3 separate regions of the Sus scrofa genome follow, and regions 1 and 3 are each linked to region 2. A link is a contact called in public HiChIP or PLAC-seq data. All regions are on one chromosome and are shown on one strand. Each heading gives the region's core, a stretch centred on a gene start, on an enhancer-like site or on the middle of the called end of the contact. The rest is flanking DNA. Distances are from core to core; before and after follow the strand shown.

The links. HiChIP or PLAC-seq counts read pairs in DNA pulled down with a chosen protein or histone mark.
Region 1: a contact with region 2 is called in an H3K27ac HiChIP or PLAC-seq map of alveolar macrophages. The contact joins two enhancer-like sites. A contact is called at or near these places in 2 of 2 datasets of contacts at active chromatin or transcription factors (alveolar macrophages and skeletal muscle).
Region 3: an H3K27ac HiChIP or PLAC-seq map of alveolar macrophages shows a contact between it and region 2. The contact joins two enhancer-like sites. A contact is called at or near these places in 1 of 47 Hi-C or Micro-C datasets (embryonic fibroblasts) and 2 of 2 datasets of contacts at active chromatin or transcription factors (alveolar macrophages and skeletal muscle).

Annotation. Positions count from the first base shown.
Region 1 is chr7:33,985,016-33,988,154 of Sscrofa11.1, forward strand. The region is part of intron 6 of BTBD9 (BTB domain containing 9); the gene reads right to left. Among named protein-coding and RNA genes, the nearest start is that of BTBD9, 140 kb to the right of the region's middle. Within about 2 kb of position 1,641, at least 1 of the 83 cell types and tissues checked has an H3K27ac peak or open chromatin away from gene starts, as enhancers often do. A contact at or near this core is called in alveolar macrophages, where this site is marked.
Region 2 is chr7:33,802,581-33,805,685 of Sscrofa11.1, forward strand. All of the region lies in intron 8 of BTBD9 (BTB domain containing 9), which reads right to left. Among named protein-coding and RNA genes, the nearest start is that of BTBD9, 320 kb to the right of the region's middle. Within about 2 kb of position 1,726, at least 2 of the 83 cell types and tissues checked have an H3K27ac peak or open chromatin away from gene starts, as enhancers often do. A contact at or near this core is called in alveolar macrophages, where this site is marked.
Region 3 is chr7:34,004,064-34,007,124 of Sscrofa11.1, forward strand. The region is part of intron 6 of BTBD9 (BTB domain containing 9); the gene reads right to left. Among named protein-coding and RNA genes, the nearest start is that of BTBD9, 120 kb to the right of the region's middle. Within about 2 kb of position 1,663, at least 4 of the 83 cell types and tissues checked have an H3K27ac peak or open chromatin away from gene starts, as enhancers often do. A contact at or near this core is called in alveolar macrophages, where this site is marked.

The DNA of each region.
Region 1 (3,139 bases), core at 391-2,890, 180 kb after region 2:
CCTTTACCACATGACAAGGACAGTGACAGGTACTGCGGGGAAGTGAGCAAGACAGTCATGGTTCCTGGCCTTATGGGGCTTACAGTCTAGTGGAGAAGTCCTACATTGAATAACACAAATAAAGGTTTCATTACAAATTGTGACAAGTGCTCTAAAAAACAGACCTGGGTTCTATGTGAGTCTAGTTAAGATAGGGGGTGTTGGTCATCAGAAAGGATCCTCTCAGCCAGTGAATCCTGAGCCAAGACTGAAGGGTAAGTCTGAGGTGGCCGGGGGAGACGGGGAAGAGCACTGAGGGAAACGCCACGTGTGGGGACACTCAGCACATTGGAGAAAATGCAAAAAAAAAGGCCAGGAAGGCCGGAGGTAATACATGGGCAGTACAGCTGCTATATTAAGACACTGGATTTTATCCTGGGTGTAATGGGAAGTCTATGAGCATGATCTGATGTATAGTCTTGCAAAGAACCCTGTAGTTGCTGGGTGGAAATAAAGTGGAACGAGAGTATAAATAGGGAAACTAGTCCAGACCACGGCAGTAGTCCCAGAGAGCTAACAGTGACCTGAGCTAATCCAAGCCATCCTCATTCCCAGGGTCGGGCACAGCTCCTGGTTTACATGGATGAATGAATCAATAAATACGTCTCAGCATCACTTCTTAACAGGTCTTCTTTCATGATACATTACACTGATTTTCTAGAGTCAAATTTTTAGTCAACACCATCATAAAATTAATTTAGATCCCATCTAATGTCTATGATTTAAAGTTCAAACTCAAGTGTCACATAAAATTCTATAAGAAAGCTGAAATACAATTTTTTTTTTTTGTCTTTTTGTTGTTGTTGCTATTTCTTGGCCGCTCCACGCATATGGAGTTCCCAGGCTAGGGTCGAATCGAGCTGTAGCCACGCCTACAGCCGTGCAACGGGATCCGAGCCGCGTCTGCAACCTACACAAGCTCACGCAATGCGGATCGTTAACCACTGAGCAAGGCAGGACCGAACCCGCAACCTCATGTTCTAGTCGATTCGTTAACCACTGCGCCACGACGGGAACTCCTGAAACACAATTTTTAAATCTCAAATAATCAGGTAATTTATATATAAGACTAAGCAAATTTTATGTATAAGAATTTCATCACAGCACTATTTACAATATCAAAACAAAAACAATCTATTTGTGCTTCAATATAGGAAAAGTCAAATTATGGAACACCATATAATGAAATAACATGTAACCCTGAAAAATGTTTTCAAGGAATATTTAAAATGTGGGGAAAAGCAATAAAACATTAAATGAAAATATATATGATCTGAAGATCATTTTCTAAAAGAATACTCACACATACACATGACAAAAAGAAACAGATCAAAGTAGTCATGTATGGATTGTGAGGTTATGGGTGATTTTTACTTGCTTAATATGTTTCTCTAGTTTCCAAACTTTCTACAATAAAAACACGTTTATTCTCAGAAACATCTCCTAGTAATGGCTACACCTAAAAGGAAGAAACTCCAGCCTAGCTCCCTATGTCCCCCTAGTCCTTGCTCCCATGCCTGCAATTCTCTTTCTCGAGGGCCTGTTCCTCCACTGCCTGCCCAGGGCACACCCTCCTGCTCTGCAGCTGAGCCTGAGAGGGCCTCCCCTACGCTCTCGGTTCCTGATCTCAACAATGCCCAGACAAAGAGCTCATCTGACGTAACATATGCTGCCTTGACTCATCAGTTTTTTTTTCCTGTGCCTTGAGCTCTCACTTGCCTGTCAAATTGACTACCTGTGGTGCTTCTTTCTTTTTTTTCCTGCACTCATGCATGTGGAAGTTCCTGGGCTAGGGATTGAACCTGCACCAGAGCTGTAAACCAAGCCACAGCAGTGACAACGCTGGATCCTTAACTCACTGAACCACTAGGGAACTCTGAAATTGACTATGTTTTCATTTCTTCACCCTGTCCCTTGCACAGTACCTTCTCCAGAGGCATTTAATATGTGCTGACTGCTCAGAATGAAGTTATTCTATACAGGGGCCATCACCTGGCTCTCAGGAGGCTAACATGGCCATGATCTCCTGGGTCCCTACTGCATCTTGGCCAAAAGCTGCTCCCATACTTCCCCCCTTTGAATCATAGACGATTAGGGAAAGGAAGAGACATGAGATAGGGTCTAGCTCAACCACTGGAAAAGAGAAAGGTGAATTCTGCAAGTACAGAGAGATTCTCTGCAGGTCCCTGGGAGAGGCAGAGGCAGTGGCAGAGCCAGGCCTGGAAATGCAATAGCTCACATTCAGTGGTCACTTCCCCAGACCATCAGGAATCCTTCTCTCTAATTCTTCAAAGAATGTAAACTGGGAGTGCCCATTGTGGCTCAGCGGTAAAGAACCCGACTAGTATCCATGAGGATTCGGGTTCAGTCCCTGGCCTCGCTCAGTGGGTTAAGGATCCAGTGTTGCCGTGAGCTGTGGTGTAGGTTGCAGATGCGGCTTGAATCTGGTGTTGCTGTGGCTGTGATATAAGCCGGCAGCAGCTACAGCTTCAATTCGACCCCTAGCCTGAGAACTTTTTTTTTTTTTTTGTCTTTTGAGGGCTGCACCCGCGGCATACACCACAGCCACAGCAATGCCAGATTCAAGCCACATCTGCGACCTACACCACAGCTCACGGCAACACCAGATCCTTAACCCACTGAGCAAGTCCATAGCCTGGGAACTTCTATATGCCGTGAGTGTGGCCCTAAAAAAGCCAAAAAAAAAAAAAAGAATGTAAACTGGCAAACAAGTTTGGAAATGTCCATTTGATTTCCTGAATGTCCATTTGACAGGCTGAGAAAATTAATCTGGCATCTGCATTATGTTTTTCACTCTGTTTACTACAGCTGTAGAATATCAAAGGTTCATTGAAAGTAAGTTGTTAAGCTTAACTATCAGGCACTTCAGAATTGCTTTCAAGGCAGCATGGCTCAAAGGCCAGAATAATCTGATCACAAATTCCTCCCAGGGATATAAAATTAAAGCATAATTCAGTGCCCATCTTTCCTCCCACAATGAATGAACATAGGCTTGAGTGAAGCCAGGGTGTGTGATATGTGCTTATGAACCAGCATGGCACGGATGCTTTTAAGCACTCCAGGAAGAAATATTAAAGTC
Region 2 (3,105 bases), core at 476-2,975:
TCAATTAAAATGATAAAAATGCAACACATTCTGGAGTGGCTCGCTTTCATCAGGAGGCTCAAAGAAACAACAAAGAAAGTCATCTATAGTGAGAAGAAAAGGAGACAGGTGATCTGAGCTCCCAGCAGGATTCCAACATCTGATGTGAGCCCCTGTGGGGGCCACCAGAGTTCCTGCCCTGGTGCTCCAAGAGCAATCTCCCAAGTTGCTTAATAAACTTGCCATTAATGGCTTAAGCCGTCTTAACCTGGTTTCTGCAGCTTGAGACAAAAGGGCTTAAGATAAGCTCCTCGCAGAGTGCATGAGGCAGAAAAGAGCAGATGTTCTGTTGATGAGGGTGACGACGATGGCAGGATGGCTATGGGACCAGATGGACAATGATGTGAAGAACAGGAATGGTGAGGAGCCTCACCTTGGACAGCAATCTTTTTTTTTTTTTTTTTTTTTTTTTTTTTTCTGAGTCCAAGGCACTTGGAAGTTCCCGGGTCAGGAACCAAAGTCGTGCCATAGCAGCTACCTGAGCCACAGCAGTGACAGCACCAGATCCTTAACCCACTGAGCCACATGGGAACTCCTGGACAGCAAACTTTTCATTCGAATATGAAAGAAGATCTTTTATCCTTTGTCCAAGCTAGGAGTGGGAGGACTGCAGTGTGGGGTAGAAGGCAGAACAGGCTTTGGAACAGGCTCCACAGGGCCCACTGAGCTGCAGGGAGGGGCCATGCAAAGATGGAACAATCAGAGTGGTTTATAACTCTCTTCGGCAGTGGCACTGAGGGAGCAGGAGGCAAGAAGGTAGGGTCGATGGAGAAAAGGGAAGACACTTATGTCAGAAAAGTTACCCTTCAGGCTGCTGAGGAGTTAAGTGGGTCAGAGGGCGCTGACCACCTTTCAGAATAGAGAGGGGCTGGAGGTCAGGAAGCCAAAGAGCAGATGTGACAGTGGCGAAGGTGAAGGAGGAAGTTATGGAGCGCTGTCGCAAGGGGAAATTTCCATGCTTTCACCACATTCAGAGACCAGTTCTAGTTCTTCTGAATGAGGAGCGGAAAGACAGACATCACATTAGAGGCTCCACTGGAATCTCTACTACGAGAGGCAGGCGGGAGCCTCTAACAGCTGCCGGAAGGAATCGGTGCAGCTGCAGAACAACTTTACTGGTAAGAAAAGGATTTTCCCAAAGATAAGAGGGATCCTATTGTCAGCTGTCCCAGGGTTCGATTATGCAGGGTCCTCCTCAGGTGGGAGCAAGGTCAAGCTGAGAGGAGCTGCTGGAGGAATGCAAGCCCCAGACAAGATTCTCAGTGGGAGACTGGAACCAAGAGATGTTTTCACAAAGGCGTGGGAAGGGGACCAGGTGGCTGCCTGTGGGTCCCAGGTCCAAGGATTCCGGATGGGCAGCCACCACGGGGGCCCTGCCTTTACATGGGCCACCCTCTCAGGGCAAAGGGAACACCAGCCTTCTTTTACCAGCAGGACAAAGACAACCCAGACTTCTTGCCAGATGGAAGGAGAACTTGGGAAGTACGTTAGGTCAGAGGACACCAGAGAGTCTGTGTGCGGAGTGTTTAAGCTCCCAAGGCTCTTAGAGGGTGAGGTCTCAGAGAGAGGAGGACACGATGACACTAACTAATAATCCTTTGCAGTTGGCGAGGGAAGGGGTGAGCACGAGTTCTCAGTTGTCTGGCACATGCAGCTTCTGCGTTTGGTCACTGAAGGCCCAGAATGAAGGGAAGTGAGGAGATGCGGACACTCGGGCTCCGCCACGTAGGCGAGTTCATTGAGGAAGAGGCGGTAAGAGGAGCGGCCTTCCCTCCCACTGGATCTTGTATTCTATGCAGTGTAATCCAGGTAAGTTATCTGAGAGGGACATGCCAATTGAGAATCTACCTGCAGGATACGGGTGGGACACAACTTTGAGACGGTCCAAAACTACCAACTTTCTTTTTTTTTGTCTTTTGTCTTTCTAGGGCCCTACCTGCAGCACATGGAGGTTCCCAGGCTAGGGGTCAAATCACAGCTACAGCTGCCGGCCTACGCCACAGCAACACCAGATCCAAGCCACGTCTGCGACCTACACCACAGCTCACTGCAGTGCTGGATCCTTAATCCACTGAGGGAGGCCAGGGATCGAACCCGAAACCTCATGGTTACTAGTCGGATTCGTTTCTGCTGCACCACAATGGGAACTCCAAAAACTACCAACTTTTGACAGCTAATTGAGACCATCATTTCCCTCCTTGGAGGGATTGAGTTTTTAATTTCAATTTTAGGTGAGGACTTAAAAGGTAACAGCATACTGCCAAGTAGCATGGCTGCAGCGGCAATTCTCAGTAAATACTGAGCATAGAAAGAATGGTGAAGAGCTAATCATAATCCCACCTCACATTCACACAGATCTCACTGGTTTCAAAATGTTTTTGCATATATTATCACATTTGGGGGAAAAAAACAATTTATAATCAACACATTTCCTGCTTTCAATGCAAATCTATTTTTCTAAGTTACCTGCTTAATTTTTTATACAGGCTAAATACTGTCCAAGCAAACTTCTGCAGATTATTCAATCATGTGGCAAACCCTTTATTAAGAAATAAGTTTTGGCCTAGGCTTATGATCTAGATTTCATCCTACGCATCAAATTTGACAAAAATTTTTTCATTTTATGCTTTCAATGTGGATATATGAGAAAATTTTGTCCAGGCCAAACAACCCTTGAGAAGAAAACCAGTACTATTTTCCAAGGTGACTCTTTTCACTAGAGCCCCTTCCTTAAGCGAGATGTTGGCATCAAAAATACTGGGAACGATTTCAAATGGTCTTGTTATATTTTAAAAGGTGAAGTCTCATTATGTTACAGGCCTTTGCAGCGGTGACATGCCAAGCAGGTATGTGGCCTTTACAGATCTTCCCCTACGTTTAAATTTGGCACCATCAGTTCCCCTCTCCACAGCAAGGCCATCCCCCTTCATCTCGGCAGCTTCCTCATCATGACGTGTGCGCACAATCGGTGAGACTGACCAACTCGGCCCATAGCAGGATGGGAAAAGCACCAGTTAGAGGCCAAAACAGAGAGGTGCTGCCCCACCCACAGGGCTTAGCATCCTA
Region 3 (3,061 bases), core at 413-2,912, 200 kb after region 2:
CAACTAAGATAATAATTTAAAAACTCAGATCTATTAGTCATTAATTTCATAAGCTCACATCCTAAAACTGCTATATCTATATAGCATATATTTATAGTTTTCGTTTCAATTATTTTGCTTTACTCGACTGAGATAACAATTATGTGCGTATATATAAGCAAATATGCACATAATGTTTAAAACACATATTTACATATATGTATATTTATAAAATACATAATGTTTAAAATTATAAGGAAAATTACAGTGTCAAGAAATACCATACGAATTCTTGTTAAAATGGTTAGTAAACAAACCAGAGCCAATGTGCATTTTGATTATGGAATTAAATTTAAGCTTTCAATTTAAGATTTCATATACAAAATAAAATAGTGCCACTATTATAAAGGATTACATGATTACATAAATAGGAGGAGTTGAGCAATTCTGTTTATAGGTGTTTTTTAAAACCAAGACAACATTTTTTCCCCAAGACAATACACATCAAAGATTTAACCTAAAAAGAATGAGATACTCCTGCATTTTTAACCCTTTGAAAACTGTCCAGGTTATAGAGAAAACTTCTGTAGCGTTTAGAATAACAACAAAGTATGCAGTGACCTAACAATTACTTTGAATACATGACATGTATCACAATTACAGTGGGTAAAATTGCTCCTTCCTCTGGCACCCTGGAAGAGCAATGTTTAACAAGAAAGAATTATTTATGCCTACAAACAGAGAACTGTAATGGGCCGTTTTACTGTAACACATCACAGCAGTACAAGCAAGCTGCCAGAAAGGTGTTACCTGGTTTTGACTTATACTCCTCTGATTTCCAAGACCAGACTAAAGCTTTGAAAACAGCAGGGGCTTTGGTTTTGTTTTTCATTATTACTGAGAGTCAGTGGCAATGAAAGCTGTGCTGATGGGTCTTCAGGTAAGAATACTGAGGTTCCACCATTTCCTGCTGAAAATGAGTTTTCACCAACTGCCAGGACTAGGGACGTCAACACCTACTTCCATTTTTCTCCCTCTGCTTAAGTGCTTATAGTGATTTAGTGATGTTAATCATCACTACATTCATTTCTGGAACAATAAAGTAATGCTAGGAAGCTCCTATCATAATGCATTGCAAAGTTTTCAGAGGAGAAACGAGCTACAGTTCATCAGTTTTGCTACCAACCGTAGCAGTGGGTATACTGAAATCAAATTAGCTACAGAAATAGCAGGGAGGGTAAAACATGTAGGGGGGCACCAAGCAGGGCTGAGGGGGGACAGAAGAGAGATCAGACCAGGCCAGAGGGAAACTTCTCTACAGTCTGATGACGCAACACAACAGGGAAATTGGTTTTAGTGTTTCAAACTTCAATTAGTCACATTAATTAATGCTAAAAACAATGTTAACAGTACATCATTTTCATCAAGTTAAATAAAGGATTATACACATTTGAGTAAATTACAAGCATTAAACATTTAAATAACTTGAAATGAAGCCATTACTGTCATTCAAACAAGTTTCTACAGCTAAAGGCTGAATGTTAAGTATGAACTGATTTGGCATTACAAGAATATAAATCCTTTATCTTTTTAGTAAGAACAAATGAAGAGATTTGACGACTTCTGACTTTAGTGAGTGGTTTGCAGTAACATAGCGCCCTCCAGTGGTCAGAGGCTCAAGATACAATTTCTAAAGGCCAAAGTTCAGTAGCCAATTTTGTTCCATTTTGAATGGTGATAATACACCTTAGTCATTGTTGTTTTAAGACAATTGTTTAATCACAGCACATATTTTCAACACCTGACCATCTTTCCATTGACAGATTTCCTTCACCAAATTCAAAGCTTTTTTTTTTTTCTTCAAATTTAAATCTAATTTGTTCCTGAGAAGTGTTCTGGAGATTAAAAAAAAAAAAAAAAATCAAAGCAAATCCTTACACTGACATACACAGTTTCAATGATGAGTACACTGTTTTCTATAAACTTAGAATAATGGGAGATGGTATTAATTTTTACATGTTAAAATTTAAGCTCTATCTAGAGTGTGAGATTGTAAACATCTCTTTTGCTTGTTATACAAGACAATAAGTACATAAGGAAAGTTCAAAATTACAGAGATGCCTTTTACTCATTTTTGTATATATGTGAACATCTCTGTTTTTAAGTAACTATAGAAGGTTCATTGTATTTACATACCTTTTTCATCATTATAACTCTTATTAGAATAGATCCAAATTTAAGGGCTCCAAATATTATTCTGAAGAAACTGGAAAAGAAATTTACCCTTACAGGTTATTTAAAAAGCTCCCTTAGGCCAATCTATAGTGCTTCCATTCTTAAAAATATACGTATTTCTTATATGAAAAGAGATTATAATTCTATTTATAATAACCTAAAACATGAATTAAATTATTATAATACTCTTGGTTTTTCTATGGTGGCAACTGCATGGTATGAAAGTACTGCCCCAGACCCTACAGCAAATAGTTGCTAGGCAGAATAAGGTAGTTATTTTCAAAATAATAATGATCGTCTCATTAATTTTTTTTTCTTTTGCCTACCCAAAGATGAGAAAAGTTTGAACATGTTTTTGAAAGGATCGTGCATTTCATTGGAAACAACAAAAGCAGCTCAATGTAAAGAGATATGACTTTGGATTTTGACTCCACCACCACAGACCGTGGTGCAAACAACATCTCTGTGCCTTCGTTTGTTCATCTACAAAATAGAGATAATTGTTCCCACCTCGTGGGAACCTTCTGAGGATTCGGTATAACTAGGCAAGCAGAATCCTCAGCCCAGTGCCTGCCTCTAGAGATCCTCAAGAACGCCATTCCTACCCCTGCAAGAACGCGGAAGACCTATTTCCCATCTTCTCCCTAGGTCTAGGAGGACTGGAACCAGATCAGGAGATAGGGAGTCATATGGATGAGTCCACAAAACCCAGTGTGACCTTGCAGGCAGATCTGGAGGTGGCTGGGACAGCAGAGAGGAGGGGCAATATCAGAGCCCCACAGGGATGGGGATGGTGGCTGAGAGACGAGGCTGTGCTCATGAATAAGAATGGCTTACTTAGCCCATC